2 separate regions of the Oryctolagus cuniculus genome follow, and region 2 is linked to region 1. The links are chromatin contacts, called in public Micro-C maps. All regions are on one chromosome and are shown on one strand. The core of a region is the stretch at or near the end of the contact, and the rest is flanking DNA. Distances in the headings are between cores, read along the strand shown. Region 1 overlaps ZNF362 (zinc finger protein 362). Region 2 has its middle 29 kb from the start of TRIM62.

Evidence for each region. A called contact is a pair of places that touch in the nucleus more often than the background predicts.
Region 2: a contact with region 1 is called in a Micro-C map of ear pinna, with 5 times the contacts expected there. The contact joins two enhancer-like sites. A contact is called at or near these places in 3 of 6 Hi-C or Micro-C datasets (ear pinna, psoas muscle and an unstated tissue).

What each region holds. Positions count from the first base shown.
Region 1 is chr7:139,313,182-139,317,969 of mOryCun1.1, reverse strand. It overlaps ZNF362 (zinc finger protein 362), which reads left to right. Exons shown (of 8, transcript XM_070078799.1): 6 at 2,205-2,283; 7 at 2,402-2,560. Among named protein-coding and RNA genes, the nearest start is that of A3GALT2, 19 kb to the right of the region's middle. Within about 2 kb of position 2,234, at least 1 of the 8 cell types and tissues checked has an H3K27ac peak or open chromatin away from gene starts, as enhancers often do. A contact at or near this core is called in ear pinna, where this site is marked.
Region 2 is chr7:139,386,263-139,391,659 of mOryCun1.1, reverse strand. No RefSeq gene overlaps it. Among named protein-coding and RNA genes, the nearest start is that of TRIM62, 29 kb to the left of the region's middle. Within about 2 kb of position 4,004, at least 3 of the 8 cell types and tissues checked have an H3K27ac peak or open chromatin away from gene starts, as enhancers often do. A contact at or near this core is called in ear pinna, where this site is marked.

The DNA of each region.
Region 1 (4,788 bases), core at 985-3,484:
CGAGATAGCCGGAAAGTCCTGTACATCTTGAGTTTGGTTTTGTTTTTTTTTAATTTTTTTTATTTTTTATTTTTTTGACAGGCAGAGTGGACAGTGAGAGAGAGAGAGAGACAGAGAGAAAGGTCTTCCTTTTGCCGTTGGTTCACCCTCCAATGGCCGCCGCGGCCGGAGCACCGCACTGATCCGAAGGCAGGAGCCAGGTGCTTCTCCTGGTCTCCCATGGGGTGCAGGGCCCAAGCACTTGGGCCATCCTCCACTGCACTCCCGGGCCACAGCAGAGAGCTGGCCTGGAAGAGGGGCAACCGGGACAGAATCCGGCGCCCCGACCGGGACTAGAACCCGGTGTGCCAGCGCCGCAAGGCGGAGGATTAGCCTAGTGAGCCATGGCGCCGGCTTGAGTTTGTTTTTCTGCACTAGAGATAATGAATTTGAAAAATGTCATGGAGAGGGAGACATCCCAAGGGATGTTGCTTTCATTGTATCTGCCATTGTTTCAGTTGCAAAGTCCAAGATGGCTGAAGCCATTCAGTCTCATGTGAGTTTAATACCTGGGAAAGAAAAGTGAAAGCTGACGAGTCCTTAGTAATCTTATCTAAATATTGAGTACATTTCCTCTTCACTAATGCGCTAATGCCAGAATTTGTTTTACCACACTGAAAGTGGGCGTCGCAACAATAGCCTATGAACACCTGTCGCATAAGTCATTTCGTCCCTCAGCTGTCATCAGCTGGGTTGTTACACTCACTTTAGAGCTGAGGGAGCTGGGTTCGTTGGGGCAGAGTCACTCGCGCAGGATCACCCAGCTAGGAGGCGGCAGAAAGGGGATTGGAGTGAGTGCCCCAGGCATGCGCGTGCTGCCGGGGGAGGCAAGGGGCTGGGCTGCCAGGCTGCAGGAGGGGCTCACGGGGGCTGGGCTGCCAGGCGAGAGAGCAGCAGGAGCCCGCGGAGCCCCTGGGCTGGGCCTGGCCCACGGGAGTGCAGGAGCCATCCCTGGTGCCATCTTGAGCTCACTGCTGCCTGAGGAGGTGTGACCGTCAGGGGTGGGGATGCCAGGGAAGATGCCCTACAAGGAGAAGATTCTGACCTGAGCGTTGGGGGCTTGGACCTGACCTGAAAGTTGGGGCTGCAGGCAAGCGCACTATGTTCAGTGGGAACAGGCAGCCTGGTCCTCGGTGCATCCGGCTTCCCCACCAGCCCGGCGCCTGCGGTGATGAGAGGCAGGCCTGGCCCCCAGGACTCCCACGGGGAGCTGGGCTGGCTGGTGGGTGTGGAACGCCCGTGGGAGAGAGGGAGAGATGCAGAGATTGCGGAGGAGCCCTGAGTTGAGCGTGGAGGGGGCTGTGCCCCCGCCCCCACCCCCACCCCCACCCCCAGCCTGAGGGCAAAGGGCATTCCTGGGGAGAGGAACAGCAGGAGCGAAGGCTCGGAGGCCTGGAGGGGGACCCACCTGCATGGGTGTTGGGGGAGGGGAGCGTCCAAATTTGAGGCCGGAACGTGGTCCCTCGCCTCAGTTGCCGTGTTTCCGTGGCACCTGTTACCTTCTGGGGTGGTTCACCCGTGTGCTGCCTCTTGCTGCTTGTTCAGGCGGTCGTTTGTGTCTGTTTTGTTCACGGATGTCTGGCAAGCACCCAGCATGGTGCCGGGTGCACAGGAGTCTGATGTGATAAATGTTGAATGAATGAATGAAAGTAATAGTGGCCAGTGTTTATTGAGGGCCAACTGTGTGCCAGTGCCAGGCTAAGCCCCTGACGGGTGTTGTTCACAAAGCTCAGGAAGGAGGCGGGGAGAGAGCTGCATTTTTATACGCTTTTTACAGATGAGCAAACAGGTGCAGGGATTTGCCCAGGGAGTCAGTGGTGGAGCCTGGATGAGACCTCCAGAACGGGGGGGGGGGGGGGGGGGACAGCAGGCACCTGACACGGAAAGCGGACAGGAAGTGGGGAGGGAGGCAGAGGAGCGGGGAAGGTCTCCCGGAGCCAGGAGTCCGCGTGCTCCGTGTGTGCTCTGGAGAAGCCGGGCCGGGTCTCCGTGTGGGCACTGGCTTGGGGTTGGGCGGAGCGGGGACCTTGGGGGGCTGGGTCGGGAGACCTGGTCAGCGAGGTCCCCAGCTCCTGCCACGGCCACCGGGGAGAGTGGGCGGCGTGGGGCTCCCGAGGCCGTGGCGGCGGTGGGGGGGCCCTGCCTCACTGGACTGCCCGTTGCAGAATCCACACAGGCGACAGACCCTACAAGTGCCCACATCCTGGCTGCGAAAAAGCTTTCACTCAGCTCTCCAACCTCCAGGTGAGTGCTGCCTGCTCCCCCTCCCCGGGCCGGGAGCCTGTGCGGATCCAGGACCCCTGGGCTGGGGGACCCGGCTGCCTTGTGACCCCCACCCCCCACCCCACTGTGCTCCCTGCAGTCTCACCAGCGCCAGCACAACAAGGACAAGCCCTACAAGTGTCCCAACTGCTACCGGGCCTACTCAGACTCCGCCTCCCTGCAGATCCACCTCTCGGCCCACGCCATCAAGCACGCCAAGGCCTACTGCTGCAGCATGTGCGGGCGGGCCTACACCTCGGTGAGTCCTCGCTCACTGTCCCCACCCCCCAACACCCCAGGGTCACAGGGAAGGGCAGAGCCGGCTTTGTGCTTCCCGCCTTCGTCTGCAGCTGCCCGGGCAGGGCCCCCAGTCTGGTTCCCGGGGCCCTGGGACAGCCTGGCCGGGTGGAGGTGGGGTGAGGGGTGCAGGAGAGACAAGCGCCTTCCTGGTGGCAGGGAAAGCTGCAACCCCCACCGTGGCCACAAGGTGGCCCCGTGACACGGCCCAGAGCAGCCCTGGATGGGAATTCCACACCCAGTGGCTTGGTCGGATATTCTGCCTAACAGACCTCCTAGGCCCCACGTAGGGACCGCTGAGCCTCTGTTTCCTCGTCTGCGATGGAGGCGCCAGCAGAGCCGTCGGCTGCTCACTGCAGTCTGATGAACGTTTGCCGGTGCAGCGATGGAGGCTTGGGCCGGGCCCTTAGGAGTCAGGATGAACCAAACACGGTGCTGCCCCCGGGAACGGCTAGGAGCTTCTGCTAGAGACAGGCACGGGACAGGGCACCGCGTGTGCAAACGTGCAATGGCCGGCCATCCTCAGCCCTGCATGGCAACAGGTTCCCAGCCCTGATCCCAGACGTCAGGCAGGATACCTGGGGGCTTCCCTGCGCATGGTCAGTGGCATCCCTGGCCTCTCCCTGCCAATGCCATTAGCCACCTCTCTGTAAGCTGTGACAGCCTGGAGGGTGTCCTAGGTTGGGACGTCACCTGTGATTGACAGCAGTGCTCCAAAGGAGGCGCGTGCCCCGGGAGGGGCAGGACAGAGAGGCCATCCGGGGCAGGGACATTTCCACGGAGCCTGGAGGACGGGTAGGTGAGGAGGAGAGAGGCGCGAAGAGCAAGGCGCTGACTGTTTGGCCGAGCGTCGCCCATGGGGTTGTAAGCGCAGGCACGGTTGGTGTGGTGCAGGGACCAAAAACAGATTCAGCTCACGCAGGGCCCCTGTGTGGAAGTTTGCATTTTTTCCCAGGTGGAATGGGAGGCCAGCAGGAGACCAGCAGGGAAGATTTTTTAAAATTTTATTTATTTTTAATTTTTTTAAAAGGCAGAGTGAGACAGGCACATTTTTTCCTTCTGCTGGTTCACTCCCCAAATGTCCACAACGGTCATCACGCTGGGCCAGGCTGAAGCCAGCAGCCAGGAGCCTCACCAGGGCGCCCACATGGGTGGCAGGGGCCCAGGCACGTGAGCCGTCACCTGCCGCCTCGCAGGGTGTGCGTGGGCAGGAAGCTGGATCAGAAGTGGAGCCAGAACCAAAGCCTCGCACTGCCACGTGGGATGCAGGCGTCCCACCTGATGCGCCGAGTGCCCGCCCCGAGGACGGTGTTCTTGGGCGGTGCCTCTGGCTGGGGGCAGCCAGTGTGGCTGAAGGCGGGGTGCTCAGCGAGCTGTCCCGTGCCAGCCAGGGCTGCTGCTTGCCAAGTGCTGGGAATTCGACATCTCCCCTGTCCTGGAGTTCAAGGTCAGAGCAGAGTTGAGAAACTGAAGCCGCGACCCACAAGGACAAGGCCCAAGAGGCTGGCTGATCTCCCGTCAACCCTTGAATTCTTTTTTGGTTTTTGAGGTTTATTTACTTATTGGAAAGGCAGAGGAACAGGGAGGGAGGGAGGGAGAGAGGAGGGGAGGGCCCGGGAGATATCTTCCATCAAACAGCCAGGGCTGGGCTAGGCCGAATCCAGGAGCTTCTTCCAGATCTCCCACATGGGTGCAGGGGTCAGGCACTTGGGCCATCCTCTGCTGCTTTCCCAGGTGCATTAGCAGGGAGCTGGATTGGAGGTGGAGCAGCCGGGACTTGAACCAGTGCTCCTATGTGAGATGCTGGTGTCACAAGCAGTGACTTAACCTGCTGCTCTGCACTGCCGGCCCCAAGCCTCAAGTTCTTTTCTTTTCTTTCTTTTCTTGGTCCCCTGGTTCCCGGAACAGTCCTCTTCTCGCTTGGCTCCTGCTGGCCGCTTGCCCTGGTGTCACCAGCAGGGTGCCAGTGCCCGTGAGGGCTCCCTCTGTTGGACTCTGAGCCCGCCGCGGTGTGAGGCCCAGGGGTGGCGGGGGGGGGGGGGGGGGGACAGGCTGGTAGGGGGGCGTGGCTTGGCGTGAGGGCTGAGAGCCTGCAGTGAGCCCCGGGGTCATGTGTCTCAGAGCAGACTTGGGGGCTCGGCTTCCCCCTGAGAGGACCCAGTGAGCAGGTGCCGAGTTCCAGGTGCCTTG
Region 2 (5,397 bases), core at 2,755-5,254, 72 kb before region 1:
AACTCAGCTGCGTGCTCAGCGTCAGCGACAGATGCTCCGAGGAGCCGAGACTGGTGGGCTCGGCAGAGGCGGCTGTGGGGGGAGAGCCGCGCGGTCTCACAGCAGGTGTCTGGGGAAACACAGCCGCGTGGAGGCGACCCACCTGCCCACCTCCGGATCCACCCTAGCAAGTGAGAGTGGCAGGGAAAGAGCCCGGCCTTGGGGTCTGGCTCACCGCGTGTCCTAGTGCGTGCTTGCTGTGTGACCTCGGCCAAGTCCCTCGCTGCGTCTGGACCGTCTGCTCTACCACTCTCACCTCCAAGGGAGCCCGTGAGACGACCAGGCCCTTCCTTCTCTGGGGGCCCCGGCCTCCCTGCAGTAACGTCACCTCAGCTCGGCAACCCCAGCCCCACGTCTCTGTGCCCCCGAGTGGCCCAGGCCACAAGTGTGCCTTCCTAGTAGGACCACCACATCCCCACCACTGGGCTCCACAAACCCAGGAAGCAGGGCCCTCTGCTTTCTTTTCCCAAAATAAACATAGCTTCATTGCTTTCACACTAAAAATAATACGGGCTCAATGTTTAAAAATGTGAACTATAAGAAAAGTATGCATATGAAGGAGAAAGTAAAATTCAAATGAAATTCTATTACACACAGTAACCTCCACTAAGATTTTGTAAGTCTTCCAGATAACTCATTACACACACACGTACACACACACATTTCAAATACTCTTCTTTTTTTAAAGATCTATTTATTTATTTGAGAGGGAAAGACAGAGGGGCCTTCCATCTACTTGTTTACTTGGCTACAGCAGCTGGAGCTGGGCCGATCAGAAGCCAGGAGCTAGGAGTTTCTTCCATGTGTCCCACATGGGTGCCGGGGCCCAAGTACATGGGCCATCTTCTACTGCTTTCCCAGGCCATTAACAGAGAGCTGGATCAGAAGAGGAGCAGCCGGGACAGGAACCCTCACCCATGTGGGATGCCGGCGCCACAGGTGGAGGCTTAACCTACTACAACACAGCACCGGCCCCTTCAAATACCCTTACACACAAGTTCATATAAACTGGATTATAGTGTTTTGACTATGGTGCAATCTAAGTTTTTCACTCAATAACATATCCTGAGTATCTGTGTACCTTGTGTTATTTCTTTCTTTTTTTTTTTTTTTTTTTTTTTTTTTTTTTTTTTTTTTTTGACAGGCAGAGTGGACAGTGAGAGAGAGAGACAGAGAGAAAGGTCTTCCTTTGCCATTGGTTCACCCTCCAATGGCCGCCGCAGCCAGTGCACCGCGCTGATCCGAAGGCAGGAGCCAGGTGCTTATCCTGGTCTCCCATGGGGTGCAGGGCCCAGGTACTTGGGTCATCCTCCACTGCACTCCCTGGCCACAGCAGAGAGCTGGCCTGGAAGAAGGGCAACCGGGACAGAATCTGGTGCCCCAACCGGGACTAGAACCTGGTGTGCTGGCACCGCAAGGCGGAGGATTAGCCTAGTGAGACGCGGCGCCAGCCACCTTGTGTTATTTCTAAACATTTATTTTGATTACATAGTTACATGCAACTTACATGAAGATATAAAATCATCCGCATTGACATGAGTAGATCCCAGCTTTTTCTTTATGATTTGGTTTTTAATAGATTAATTTATCTGAGAGGCAGACAGAGAGAGCTCAAGTCTGCTGGCTCACTCCCTGAATGCCTACAACAGCTGGGGCTGGGGTAGAAGCCTGGGGGGTTGGGAGCTCAACTCCCACGTGGGTGGCAGGGACCCAAGTACTTGAGCCATCATTGCTGCCTCCTAGGGTCTGCACCAGCAGGAAGCGGGAGCCAGGAGCCGAAGCCGGATACTGAACCCAGGTACTCTGCTGTGGGACTCAGGCGTGTTACCTGGCAGGCAAAATGCTGGCCCTTCATCCTATTTTTATTATTGATTCCCTATTTCCTTCCCTAAAGGGATGGGCCATAAACACGGCTTCAGTGGAACTTCTGTAAGCATAAATCATTTCGTGCTTTGAGGACAAATTTCTAGACTTGAAATTGTTGGGTCTAATATATAAATATTAGAATAATTTTTAAAAATGTATTTATTTATTTATTTGAAAGGCAGAGTTACGAGAGAGATATCTATCTATCTATCTATCTGCTAATCTGCTGGTTCACTCCCCAAATGCTCATGATGTCTGGAGCTAGGCCAGGCTGAAGCCAGGAGCCAGGAGCTTCTTCCGGATCTCCCACATGGGTGCAGGGGCCCAAGGACTTGGGTCATCTAACACTGCTTTCCCAGGCATGTTAGCAGGCAGCTGGATCTGAAGTGGAGCAGCCGGGATGCAAACAGGTGCCGCTATAGGATGGCAGCTTTACCCATTATGCCACAGCACCAACTCTGAAAAGTTTCATGTTGCCCAACTACCCCACCAAAAGTTGGTACCAGTTCTCACTTTCCTCGATACATAAGTGCCCACTTCCCAACACCTCTTCTAAAAGAAGGCATTGACGGATTGTAACCTAACAGGTGAAGACGGCATCTTGTCATTTTTGTTGTCGTTTTGGTGAGTAGTGAAATTGATCATCTGCCATTTGGCTGTTGGAGCATTAGTGACACGGCCTGTTGATGCTCTTGTCTATTGCTATGTGGCATCCATTTGCTTATTTCTAATTGCTTTTTGAGAGTTTGTTGCATGTTAAGGGTTTGATCTTAGCTGCTACGCGTTCTCAGGGTCACCGGAGTCGAGCAATGAGGTCCCCTGTGAAGTCCCAGGAGACTGGAGCAGTTCTGCCTCTGGTCAGTGGAGGGCAGCAGTGGGCAAGGTTCACTTTCAGGCCAGATGGGTGCCTGGGAGCAGGATATGCCTGCAGACACACGCACACACACACACACACACACGCACACGCAGACACATGCACACAGAACATTCCACAGGGCTTCTTGGGGAACCAGTTGCTCCACTGCCTCTTCAGGGCCCCCGTACGGGTTACCTCCCCCTTAGTCCCGGGGGGAAATTCCAACCAGTAACCGAGAACCCCTCTGAAGTCAGTCACCTCCCAGTTGCTAGCAGGCTGCGACCTCCACGACCTACCACCTCTCTTTCTTTGTCTGTAAAATGGGCCCAGTGCGGTGGAGGCGGAGTGTGCTGAGCAAAGTAGTTGGGGTGCTTTGTGAGTGTGTACCCTGAGCTGGAGCCCACCCAGCCGCCTCCCCGACCTCCCCCACGTCCACTCACTGGCTGAGCTGGAGAAGCTTTGGTTCCTGCTGTCTCTGCTGGGTGTTCTTGCCAAGGAAGACTCTTCCTTTGGGTTGTATAGGGGGAGATGGCAGAGGAGGAGGCCAGTGAGGACGGAACCAGGTCATGGGGGTGGGCGGGGGCGGGGGCGGGGGAGAGAAGCTGTTCCTGGGCAGGACAGGCTGGCACCTGGTGACCTGTGGGAGGCTGGGGTGGGCTTCCTGTCTCCTACCTGAAGGACAGGGTGGACAGCAGGGGAGGTGCCGCTTTGCCATAGAGCAGATGAGTTCTGCCTTCATTGGGCTGGGTTGGAAGTGCTAGAAGGAAGTCCAGATCCTTCCAGCAATGGAAAGTCATGTCGTCATCATAGCCAGACCACCTCTCCTCCCCACCCCACCTCCTGCCCCTCCCCGCTCCCCCCTGCAAGCCTGGGTTGCTGTGTGCTCAGGGGTCGGAGCTGCTCTCCACCAACACAGGTTCAGGAAGGGTACTGGCTCCCCCTCCCCTCCTCTTTGGCCCTCCGCTTGCTCCCCAACTCCCCTTGGATCCTAGGGCACAAAGGGAGCCCCTTTCCACCGTTGGGGCTCCCTCCCCCTCCCTGATGGGGGGTGGGGGTGGGGAGGAGCAGAGCCCAAGGGGCCCCAGCTCAGGAGGGCAAACCGGAAAAATGACTTTCTGATGGGCACAACTCTGGCCTGGGGGTGGATGACTCATCAGAGGCAGCAGAGGGTGAGGGCAGTGGAGCGGGAAACTGGAGGCTGGGGAGCAGGCCCCTGAGCGGTGGGCCCGAACAGGCAGGTGGGAGGTCGTGACAACCCAGGGTCCGCCATAGGCAGGGGCCTGTCTCTGAGTTTCCCTCGGCCTGCAGCCTGGGCCCAGGGCTGAGGTCAGGTTGGCGACTTTGACTGTGACTGTCAGAGGCACAGCCCGGCAGAGGGCTGGCTGGCCGTGAGCGGGGCCTCCTCTGGCCTTGACCTGCCTCGTGCTCCTCTCCATGGACACTCAGAGGTCAGCCCCCTGTGCAGGTCCCACGGGGCTGAGCCTTCCCCCGACCCCTACCGTGTCTCACACCCGGAGTCCTGGGAGCCACAGTCAAGGTGAAGAAGCCAGAAGTGGGGGGACCACCCACCATGAAGCCACTCTGGCCCTGGGCGTTTCTCACGCAGCTGAGGGGGTCTGGGCAAGTCCCCTCTGGGGGTTTCAAGAGGAAGAAAGGAATGACACTGGTTAGAGAACCCCCTCCAGACGGACTGCAGGAGCTGTGGCTCTGTGGGGCGCGGTGAAGCTGGGACAACCCCCGCCTGTGTGTAAATGGGAGTGGCACTGGCAGGGAGCGGGAAGACCTCCTGTCACCCCTGCACACACACACACACACACACACACACACACACACACACCGGTTCTGGGCTAGGCTGTGGGTGGTGGGTGTGGCTTTCAGAATCTTATCAATCCCAAAGGAATGTAGGCAGCTTCAGTAAACCCCAGCCTCTGGCGGAGGAGTGGGTACAGGCCAGAGCGTGTCCTGGCTGTGGGTGGGGAGCCTGGCAGGCCTGGGCTGGGGCTGGCCAGGAAGTGGCACAGCGGGCATCAGACACACCTGCCCCTCCCCCCACTCCAGTTGGCTTTTCCTTCCTGCCAGGATCCCAGATGCCAGCTCCCCACACCTTCCTCCAAGGTCACACCTATCGGAGTGCTACAACCTTTGTTAGCACAGGGGCTTACATGGTGCGAGGCAGTTTTGTTTATGAGCGAGAGATCTTGGTTTGCTGGTTCTCTCCCCAAATGCCTGCATTAGTGGGGGCTGGGCCAGGAGCCAGGAGCCAGGAATTCAATCTGGTTCTCCCACAGGGGTGTCAGGGGCCCACCTTCTTGAGCTGTCACCTGCTGGGAGGCTTCCTGTGTATCAGAAAGAAGCTGGAATCCAGAGCAGAACTAGAACTTGAACCCGGGCCCTGGAAGACGGGATGTAGACACCCAAGGAGAGTCTTAGCTGCTGTGCCAAACTCCCACGCCAGATGTTTTTCAGTAGTATGTTATTTAATCCTCATGCCCACCCCCAATTCTCTCTCTCACTCTCTCTCTTTATGTGTGTATATATATATATATGATTTATTTTATTTATTTGAAAGAGTTACAGAATGAGGTCAAGCCAGAGAGAGAGAAAGGTCTTCCATCCTCCACTGGTTCACTCCCCAG